Linked DNA regions of Columba livia: all the other regions are linked to region 2. Evidence: chromatin contacts called from public Hi-C data. All regions are on one chromosome and are shown on one strand. The core of a region is the stretch at or near the end of the contact, and the rest is flanking DNA. Distances in the headings are between cores, read along the strand shown.

The links. Hi-C and Micro-C count contacts between places; a contact is called where the count stands out from the background.
Region 1: a Hi-C map of liver shows a contact between it and region 2, with 2.8 times the contacts expected there. The contact joins the promoter of ABTB1 here to the promoter of SEC61A1 in region 2. A contact is called at or near these places in 2 of 2 Hi-C or Micro-C datasets (crop and liver).
Region 3: a Hi-C map of liver shows a contact between it and region 2, with 2.2 times the contacts expected there. The contact joins the promoter of CHCHD6 here to the promoter of SEC61A1 in region 2. A contact is called at or near these places in 2 of 2 Hi-C or Micro-C datasets (crop and liver).

The regions. Positions count from the first base shown.
Region 1 is chr10:20,201,295-20,204,457 of bColLiv1.pat.W.v2, reverse strand. ABTB1 (ankyrin repeat and BTB domain containing 1) reads right to left here and starts at 1,785. Exons shown (of 12, transcript XM_065075673.1): 1 at 1,551-1,785. The coding sequence starts at 1,606. It overlaps PODXL2 (podocalyxin like 2), which reads right to left. Exons shown (of 8, transcript XM_065075671.1): 8 at 2,390-3,163.
Region 2 is chr10:20,355,454-20,358,542 of bColLiv1.pat.W.v2, reverse strand. SEC61A1 (SEC61 translocon subunit alpha 1) reads right to left here and starts at 1,490. Exons shown (of 12, transcript XM_065075679.1): 1 at 1,334-1,490. The coding sequence starts at 1,340.
Region 3 is chr10:20,128,154-20,131,623 of bColLiv1.pat.W.v2, reverse strand. CHCHD6 (coiled-coil-helix-coiled-coil-helix domain containing 6) reads left to right here and starts at 2,200. Exons shown (of 13, transcript XM_065075663.1): 1 at 2,200-2,421; 2 at 2,790-3,032. TPRA1 (transmembrane protein adipocyte associated 1) reads left to right here. Exons shown (of 11, transcript XM_065075651.1): 11 at 1-2,572.

The DNA of each region.
Region 1 (3,163 bases), core at 536-3,035, 150 kb after region 2:
ATCAAGCAGGATTCGATCACACATGATGGTTACTTGGGAAGACAAACACCATCACTCCAAACATCACCCCTTCCTCCTCCTTCCTCCAGCTTTTCGACTGAGCATGAGTGTGTGGAATGTCCCTTGGGCCAGTTGTGCCCCCTCCCAATGTTTCGTGCACCCCCAGCCTCCTCGCTGGTGGGCAGTGCGAGGAGCTGAAAAGGCCCTGACTCCGCGTAAGCACTGCGCAGCAGTAAGGAAAACATCCCTGCGTTATCCACACCGTTTCCAGCGCAAATCCAACGCACAGCCCCATACCAGCTACCAGGAAGAAAACTATCCTGGGCAAAACCAGAACACTCACATCCTCCTCTTTCAAAAGAGTAACTTTGAGTTTATACAGTAACTTCCAAAGGTATGACAGGATCTTGCATTCAACTCGGGAAGCTGTCAGCTATGGCTGAAGGGGCATCAGCCAAACCCTCTGCCCAAAGAACAGCATTCTGCAGTTCTGCAGCACAGCTTGGCAGCTCCCTTCAGTTTTAAATAGTGCTCATGGGGAAAGAAGGGGATCAAACCCACCTCCTGCTGACCCCTAACAGGGCAGCAATCAGAAACAGCTGGAACACTTCACCAGCACCTTCACGTTCCCCAGCAGTGCTCACGGCCTGGCTGCTCACAAATAAGTGGCCAAGTTTACAATCCAAGGCTGGACTCCCCTCCTGCTTGTGGCTTTTCTTGCCACAAGTAACAGCACCAGTGTCATTCCAGGCTGCTCTTAATTCCTACCACTTCCTTATCCTGCACACTTAGGCTACATCAAATGCTGCCAACACTCGCTCTTTAACACCTGGAGAAGACGGCCTTCGCCTTGCACACAAATCCCCTGCACAGCCTGGCTCCTGCTACATCCTCTCCCCAAATACTGCAAAACCATCTCTCCTAACCACGTTTAAAAGTCCCTCTCAGCCTGCACAAAGATTCTCCAGTTGGTTTCCTTTTTTCACCCACCACGTCGATCCTCCCTTTTGCTCCCTTCAGCTTTCCCATCTCAAACTTCACGTCCCTCTGACCGCATTCAAAATCCCAGACAACTCAGAACTGAAGGGCACACTAAGGTCCCCCCGGAGCTTCTCTTCTCCAGCTGAACACCCCAATTCTCTCAGCCTGTCCTCCCAGCAGAGCTGTTCCAGCCTCGGATCATTTCTGTGGCTCCTCCGGCCCCTCTCCAACAGGTCCATGTCTGTCCTGTGCTGAGAGCTCCCGAGATTCCTTGAGAGGAAAAAGCCAGGCGCGATTACTTATAGAGCAACTCTCCTGTTCACACTGCAGTTATCCCCTGGCATCGCGGCTGCCCCGAGAGCCCACGGGCTGGGCCGCCGGGAAAGGCCGGGAAGGGCCTCTGGGAACCCGGCCCCGGGGCGGCCACAGGACCGTGAAGCGACTGGGCAAGGCCGGGCTGCCACCGCCGGGCCCGGGCCAGGCCCCGCTCCCCGGGCGGCCAAAGCGATTAAAGGCAGCGGCTCACCCGGGGAGAACACCAGGAACCACCCACCCCCCGCTCGGCTCACCGGACGCGGCTCACGTCCCCTTTTTTGCAGCTGGTGAAGAGGTCGCTGGTGTCCATGGCCGGGGCAGGCCGCGGGGCGGCGGCGCCGCATTGACGCGGAGAGCGGAGGAGCAGCCGCAGGGGACCGGGCCGGGCCGGGCCGGGGAGCGGCCGCAGGGCAGCGGCGGCGGGACGGAAGCGGCGGCGGATGTAAACACCGCGGCGGGGAGGAGCGCCCCCCGGGCCGGCCTGGCCCAGCGGTGCGGCGCGCAGCGCCCCCGCGCGGCACGGAGGAGCAACTGCCGCCCGAATCCGTGGGACACGCGTGGAACGGGGTGGGTGCAAGGGGTGACACGGGGGTGTTCTGGAACGGGCATGGGGGGCTGCTCTGGAACACACCTGGTGGGGGTTCTGGTCCAGAATTTGGATGGGAGGGGCTGGAGCACATGGAGGGGCTCTGAACCACGTCCAGTTGCGTGGGGTTCAGCGCTGGAGCAGGGGTGGGATGGTGGGGGCTGGTTGGGGACACTGGTGCTGGGACACACATGGCACAGTCGTGTGAACTGCTCGGGAACAGAGGCTCACGCTCAGCCCCCCTAGCAAGGAACAGGGGTCCTGGGCTGGTTCTGCCAGGATGAGGCAGGGGACACCCCACAGGACCAGGACTGTCACCCCACAGGACCAGGACTGTCACCTCATGGAAGAACGAGTTTCCCACAGCTGGCACAGCTCAAGGATTCTGCAGCAACCTGCAAAGGGAGAATTAAAGGGGTAAGGCTGATCCCACCACCCCGTTGCGGGGACCCGGCCAACACGGCGGATGTGAATTCAGATGCAATCAGGCAAAGGACTCTGCTCGGGTCAGTGTTGAGACACCCAGGAGGTGCGTTTTATTGCAAAGAAAACAAAACCACAACCCTGTCGCTTCCAGGGCCAGACACAAGTGTTTCCAAGTGTTCTAGGGCAGCAGCGCCGAGCCGCAGCCAGTTCAGGTCCAGCAGGAACAAGGGCGGTGACAAGAACAGCTGGCAGCCCAGATGAGCCCATGAGGCTCTGGCGAGCCAGCACGGATGAAGGTGGTTGTCATCTCTGCCTGTTGGAGCTGCCCCAAGCCCTCTGTGAAGGACAGATGTGCTCCTGCAAAGGCGGACGGGAACAGACAATCTGCCAACAGCACTGGGTGCAGTGGGATCCTGCTGCGATGCTCCCAGGCCATACTGCAGTAATCCATACAAAAAAGTACCTCTGTTTGATGCTACATCCTTTGCCTGGTGGGATCCTTGAGGTGGGATCTCAAACTGTATTCTCAACCAGCACACCGTACTCCACAGCAGTTACCAGGTCACTTCTCGTCCTTTCTTTACACCCCACATACCACGAGGCTGTCTGCAGGATGCAAAGTCCTAAGCATGTGTTGGACTCTGTGTTACAGATGGTGTTCTAGACATTCAGGAGTAATTTGCAGCTTGGACATCTCAGATCACATCTGGCCACCATCCTGCAGAGACTGAGAGCCCCTCTGATCTCAGCCACACCATCGCCACGTTCCCTGGGGCACAGAGCTCCTTGCGCCTTATACTCTCTTTGAAGAACCATCTCAATTTCAAACCAGAGCCTCTGCTTTCTGTCCGTGCT
Region 2 (3,089 bases), core at 241-2,740:
ACAGATTTGATTTGGAAAAGAATTAATGTTAAACTTCTCGAGCCAAGCCTAAGGCTGTATACATATTTTGGACTGATTTGAATTAAAACGTGTGCAAAGATGCAGAAGAAGAACTGAAACTACTGGAGGGTTTGCACTTCTCTGTTGAGAGCACCCACTTCATTGTCGACTTCCTAAGGCTTTCAGACCCGCTCATAAAAATTATTTACTTAATTTCAATCAATTAACTGCCTGAAATGTTACATTGGACTGTGGTTTTAAACTTAAATTGTGATTCTCTTTTACATCTACCATGATACAGATTGGCTAAAATGCTTTCCAAGCAGCTCTTCCTCAAGGTAGCAGACCCTGGAGATCCATCCGCTTGAATTCCTTCTGGACTGCAGATCCCCCTTCGTAGTTTACTCTTGACACTGTCATTGAGGTTTTGGCTTACGGTGTTACAACCAGTCACCAAGGGGACAACACGGCCCTCCCCACCCCAGTATCCACTGCCTGGGATGGTCGATCCTGCCCTAGAACACCTGCCATAACCAGGGAATGGGCATTTACTCTGCCCTGGGGAGACCACACCTGGAATATTGTGTTCAGCTGTGGCCCCTCAGTTCCAGCAGGACAGGGAACTGCTGCAGAGAGTCCAGCGCAGCCACCAAGATGCTGAAGGGAGTGGAGCATCTCCCGTGTGAGGAAAGGCTGAGGGAGCTGGGGCTCTGGAGCTGGACAAGAGGAGACTGAGGGGTGACCTCATTAATGTTTACAGATATATAAAGGGTGAGTGTCAGGAGGATGGAGCCAGGCTCTTCTAGTGACAATCAGTGATAGGACAAGGGTAATGGGTTTAAACTGGAACACAAGAGGTTCCACTTAAACACGAGAAGAAACTTCTCAGTGAGGGTGGCAGAGCCTGGCCCAGGCTGCCCAGGGGGTTGTGGAGTTTCCTTCTGTGCAGACATTCCAACCCGCCTGGACACCTTCCTGTGTAACCTCATCTGGGTGTTCCTGCTCCATGGGGGGATTGCACTGGATGAGCTTTCCAGGGCACTTCCAACCCCTGACATTCTGGGATTCTGTGATTTCACTGCGAAAGGGAGAAAATAAAAAATTCCAGAGGGAGCCTCCAAATCAGAGGAGAGAAAACCCCCACAGGACTGGGCGCGGAGAGGCCTGGACCCAGATCGGGGCGGGCGGGCGGGGGCAGCGGCCGCTTAGAGGGGCCTGGAGGCGGAGGAGGGATCGGGGGGATAGGGAGGGCCCGTCCTCAGGTGCCTGTGAGAGGGCAGCCGGTGGTCCCGCATCCCGCGGAGCCCCCTGTCCCCCGGTCCCCGGTACTCACTGCCCATGGCGGCCGCCGGACGGGAGCGCGGAGAGATCGGCGGCCTCGGAGAGACACGTCAGGGCTCGAGCCCGGCCGCCCCCTTCCGCTTCCTGCCACGCGCCGCGCTCGCCGGGCACCGCCACTGCGCAACCGTCGCCTTGCGCCCTGCGCCTACAACTCCCAGCATGCACAGCGGCCAGAGAGACTCACACCCCGTGCGGCTTCCCCTGATGCTGATTGGCTCCCCGCGAGCCTACACAACCAATCAGATGAGGAGGTGACGCGCGGCTTGCTGGGAGTTGTAGTTTTGACCCCTCCGACCGCCATCTCATTCAGGTGTTACCAGATATCGTGACGGCGGTTTAAAAGTTCATGTGAGATAAATACATAAATTAACACTTAAAATGTATTTTCTGCTTCAGTGTTTGTATAGAGGGATGTTTTAGGCCTTTCTCTGCAGTAAGAAGCCGCCTGCACCCACAGCAGCGGGTGGTGTCGCAGAGCCTGAGGCTGATTTAACACACATAAAACATGAAATATCCGTGAAAATGGGAAACATTGTGCCGTGTGTCTCTGTAACCACCCAGGAGGGCCAAAAAGTGAGAAGTGCTCACACTGACTTAGTGGTGTTTTTTTTCCTGGCTTTTATAGACAGATTTACCACTGCTCTGTAAAGTAAAGATAAACGGTAGTTAGAGAAAAGCAAATAAAAGTGTTAATGCAAAGCAATTAGTCAGCCTTTGTTTCTGTGAAACACATAATGGCTTCACAAAACTCACTGTTATTTTCTAGGTACTTAGGTGTGTGTTATTCCATTATTTGATCCCTGCTTTCCTGAGATCAGCTTTAAAAGACCAATCCTAATTCCTATTCATTTCCCTGTTGGTTTTGTTTTGGTTTTGGGTTTGTTTGTTTGGTTGTTTTTTAATTGGTGGACATCATATTTGCCCTTCTCCAGGCTTCTGGAACCCTGTGTCTCCTCAAAGAGTTACTGAAGACATCTACAATGGGTCTGATAATGGTTTACTTCTTGTCCACAGCAGCTTCATTTCAAACATCCATCTTAACCAAAACTGCTTTTAACTCACCCATTTCTAATTAGAGATAAAGCAACTGCTTTCCAACCAACATGCTATGTCGCAGAGTTGATCTGATATTTCTTTTTATGCAGGAAAAAGGAGACGCTCTGGCTGATGTTCCACCAGGTCTCGTAGCATCCGTGGGCTGGGATCGCTAGAGGGCATTACAGATCTATTTGTACATCTGTATAATACACACGGGTCTATATAGACACTCATATACGTATGCACACGAGCGTTCACCTTACAAAGCAGGGCTGGTTCATCTTTGTAGGATCCCGTAACAGCACCGGGGCTTTGCGCTCTGGTCCGTGTAACCGCACGTTCGTGTGCAGTCAAGATTTTTGTGGTACAATCTCTGCCTGTCTAACCATGGGCTGTAAAGAAGGGCGGCTTTGCTTCTTCTGCCTGCTTGGACAAGTGTCCTCTACGCTGGGTTAAGAACTGGCTGGAGGGCCGGGCCCAGAGAGTGCTGGTGAATGGGGCTGCATCCAGCTGGCGGCCAGTCACTAGTGGTGTTCCCCAGGGGTCAGTGTTGGGTCCAGTCCTGTTTAACATCTTTATTGATGATTTACATGAGGGGATTGAGACCATCATCAGCAAATTTGCTGATGACACCAAGCTGGGAGGGAGTGTCGACCTGCTGGAAGGCAGGAGGGCTCTGCAGAGGGATCTGGATAGACTGGAAAAATGGG
Region 3 (3,470 bases), core at 951-3,450, 230 kb after region 2:
GTCGGAAATCTGTCCTTGGCTGTCTGCAGTGGCTTTCATCTCTTCCTTAGGATTTCCAAAGCCTGTTGTGGAACTAAGCTGGCAGCCCAAATCCTGTTGGAAAGAACATTTTCTGGCACTACCTGAGAACAATGTCAAACAGTTTTGTTCACAAACCTATAAACACTGAACCTTCCTGATGCTCTGTGTTCCAGATGTGAATGTGACCCATAACACAGGCCTGACGGGCATCTCTTCCTTTTCAATGATTGAAAGCACTTGTCTGCCAATTAGGGGAATGGTGTTTAGGGATGAGGGTGTTGATTTAACTGCTGTATTGTACATATGTAGAAAGATTTTGGTGGTTGAAACCAAAGATGGTGTTCTGGGGTTTTTTCAAGCAGCGTGGTTGCCTGGGTCTTGTCACGATGCAACAGCATAAGGGGTGGTAGTGTCTGGAGAGGGAAGCTGGTCAGCTGGGCTTGTCTCTGGTTTCAGTTGAAAGTGATGAAAGTAATGATTTGCACTTGCTAGGGGTTGAAAGGAGTGTTCGGAGTGTGTGTGGGAAGGAGAAAAGAGGAATGAAGAGGAATGAGCTGCTCTTTGTGCCCTTGGGAGCCTTTTGGGGGACTTGCAGCTAGTGGAATTGATGGACTGAGTGACAGGGAGACAGAAGGACAGACAGCACTGCTGTCTAGCTGAGCTGAAGCAGCTGTGAAAATGCCTGTGGAGGCTGTATGGTTGTGCGTCTGAGCTCACAGGAAAATCTAAGTAACAACACTGAATCAGGGCTGAGTTTTGAGAATAAAACCTTTGAGGCAGGTGAATTTTCCATCTGTCCGGCTTCGTGGCTCTGGCAGGATCCTGGGGAGTGCTCTGAAGGAGGAAGCTGACTCTGCAGATGAAGGTTCCAGAGACATTCAGGTGCTTGAGGCAGAGCAGAAGCCCTTGATGATCTGAGCTGTCAGTATTTAGTGACTGGAAGCTCTCAAGCACCACAGTGGGCTGGAACGGAGCTGGCTGGCGGTTTTAGTAGGGAGGCAAGTGGGAGATGGACATTTCCCTGGCAGGGTCCCTCTCTTGTGTTGCCGTTCAGATCCCCAGCCTTCTGCTGGTCTGAACAGGTTTTATGGCTTGATATGTTGAAAATTCTTTTGTGCGTGTGGAGTGTGGCTCATTTAAAGACTATCTGGAACTTCTTACTAACCTCTTCTGTGCTGGAAGGGGGACTGCTCCTGTCTGAGCTGTCTGGTGTGCAGTTTCAAGACATGGTGTTCCAGTCCAGGACTGTTCAGCTGAAAGCTGTGTCAGGCTGGTTTCTGGGATGCCCTGTGCTCTCCAAGGATGCAGAGGTGTATTCCTCTCACTTTGGGGGTGCTTTCCTACCTGAGTCCTCCAGGCAGGTGGAGATCTGCTCTAAGCAATAGCAACTTCCTGTGGTGGCAAGAGGGAATTTGAAGTGTTTGGGAACTGTGTGAATCTCTTGCCTCGACTCACTGCTGTTCTTGAAAAATATTGAGGTAAGAGTTTCTGGGAAATTGTCGTGCAGGGTGCAGCATGGAGGTGTTAGTTTGGATCACAAGCAGGTGTTTGCTACCAGGTGTTCCCACCTCAGGGAAAGAAAGTTTGGGTAAGAACATGAAGTTCACATTGGTTGCCAAAACTATGCAGGCCTTTGCTTTTTTTTCTTTTGTTAATGAGCAGTGCAGCCTCTCTGTTCTGCCTGTGAACTTTGCCCCACAGGCCTCAAAGTAGCATTGGCACCTTGAAAACAAACCAACCCCCCTTTTTTATTATTTACTTTTGAGGAAAAAAGGATTCCATTTGTCTACGTGCAAGAGCCGAATTGTCTCATGTAGATCAACAGCCTTTCACGTTTACCCTCCGTGCAATGACCATGGAAGGGCTGGACAAGCAACTGGCTGGTTCAGCCCTTACCACATCACGGAATTGTTCTGTGCTCCTCCTGTCACTTGCTGTGAAGCAGCCTGGGCCACGCTGGCTCGCTCGCTTGCAAAGGGACGGATGACGTGGTGGCTGGACTGCTCTGCTGCTGCTCCGAACGCTGCTTGCAGCGCTGATCCTGAACCGCTGGTGGAAAACTTGGGCAAACCTGCAGAGCTTCCCTGGAGCTGGTGGGCCTCGGGCAGCCAAGAGGTGTAAAGGTCTTAAAGCAGCTGAGAAATGGAGTGACCGCTTTTCCATCCCAAGGAGTATTTGCAGACTCTCAACGCCCTGACCGAGAGGACGTATTTGCCCTCCTCGGGGATGAGAAGAGCCAGTTAGGAACTGGCCTTTTTGTCACCTGTGCACGTGGTCCACACGTCCGTCCCGTCCTTGTCCTTTGCTGGCAGGACTCCAGTATTTCTGGAGTGTTGCACGTTCTGCTGCTGAGCTTCTGCGTGAGGTCCCGGACTGACCTTCCTCCTGTTGTATGTTTATGTATGTATATATATAACGCTTTGGGCCACATTCAAAATGGTCCTTCGGCAGAGTGTGTTATGTGTGTGTTGGGGATGCAAAGAGAGAAAATATAGAATAAATGTATATTTTTGTGTGTAAAATAAAGAAATAAAATTAAGTTTGGCATAAATGCTCATACTTTCTCCAATGATTCATATTATGAAGGGGAAAAAACCCACCAACTTTTAAGATATTTTTTTTTAATCCCTGAAGAAATATGGCAGATAATAATGCAATAACTCAGTGTCTTTTTGTCAGAAATGGGTTTTTTCACAGGAAGGCGTGGCTGTAGGTGTGAAGTGCAGTTTTGTTTGTCTTTGCCCACTCTCCCCCTTGGATCTTTGCAGATGATGCCCGGCACCTGGCTGGAGTTTCACCTGAGTGAGGCCTAAGGAAGGATGACAGGAATAATCAAAGTCACAGGAAGACTTCTGGAGGAGTTAATTACATGATTGAGAGCTCACCAGCCTGGAAGAGAAATAGCGCAGGTCTGTGAAACCCTGAGAGGACAGAGGTGAATGAGGAATGACTGTTTGTGGGCCTTTTCAGCACAGAAGCTGGTGCTGTGGAACGGAGCGAGCGGGTGGCAGGTGAGAACGACCCAGAGAGCATTTTGGGAGGGATTGTGGTTTGACTTCAGCCAGACCTTTGCTCTTGCACAGGCCGTATGTGGTGTTTCTGTGCCGTCAGCTGTTTGCACTACCGTACCGCAATGCTGTGCCCAGTCCTGGAGTGCAGAGTATTGCACAAATAAGAACATTCCCTGCTCCCAGGAACATGCTGTAGAAGAGGCCTGGAGGTCTGGGGGCGGCAGAAAGTCCTTGATGCTCCTTTAAAGCTCCACTGCTGAGTCAAAGTTGTGGTTGCCACATAACTGGAGTGAAAAATAAGCATTGAAGAGTTAAAACTGCTCCAATGCGCTACCAAGAAGTAGATAATTGGGGTGTAGATACTGAGGTTTCATTAACTGCCTAGTAATGAATGCATGAAATTGTCCAGGTCATCATGTGGCCTGTATTTCTGGGGAT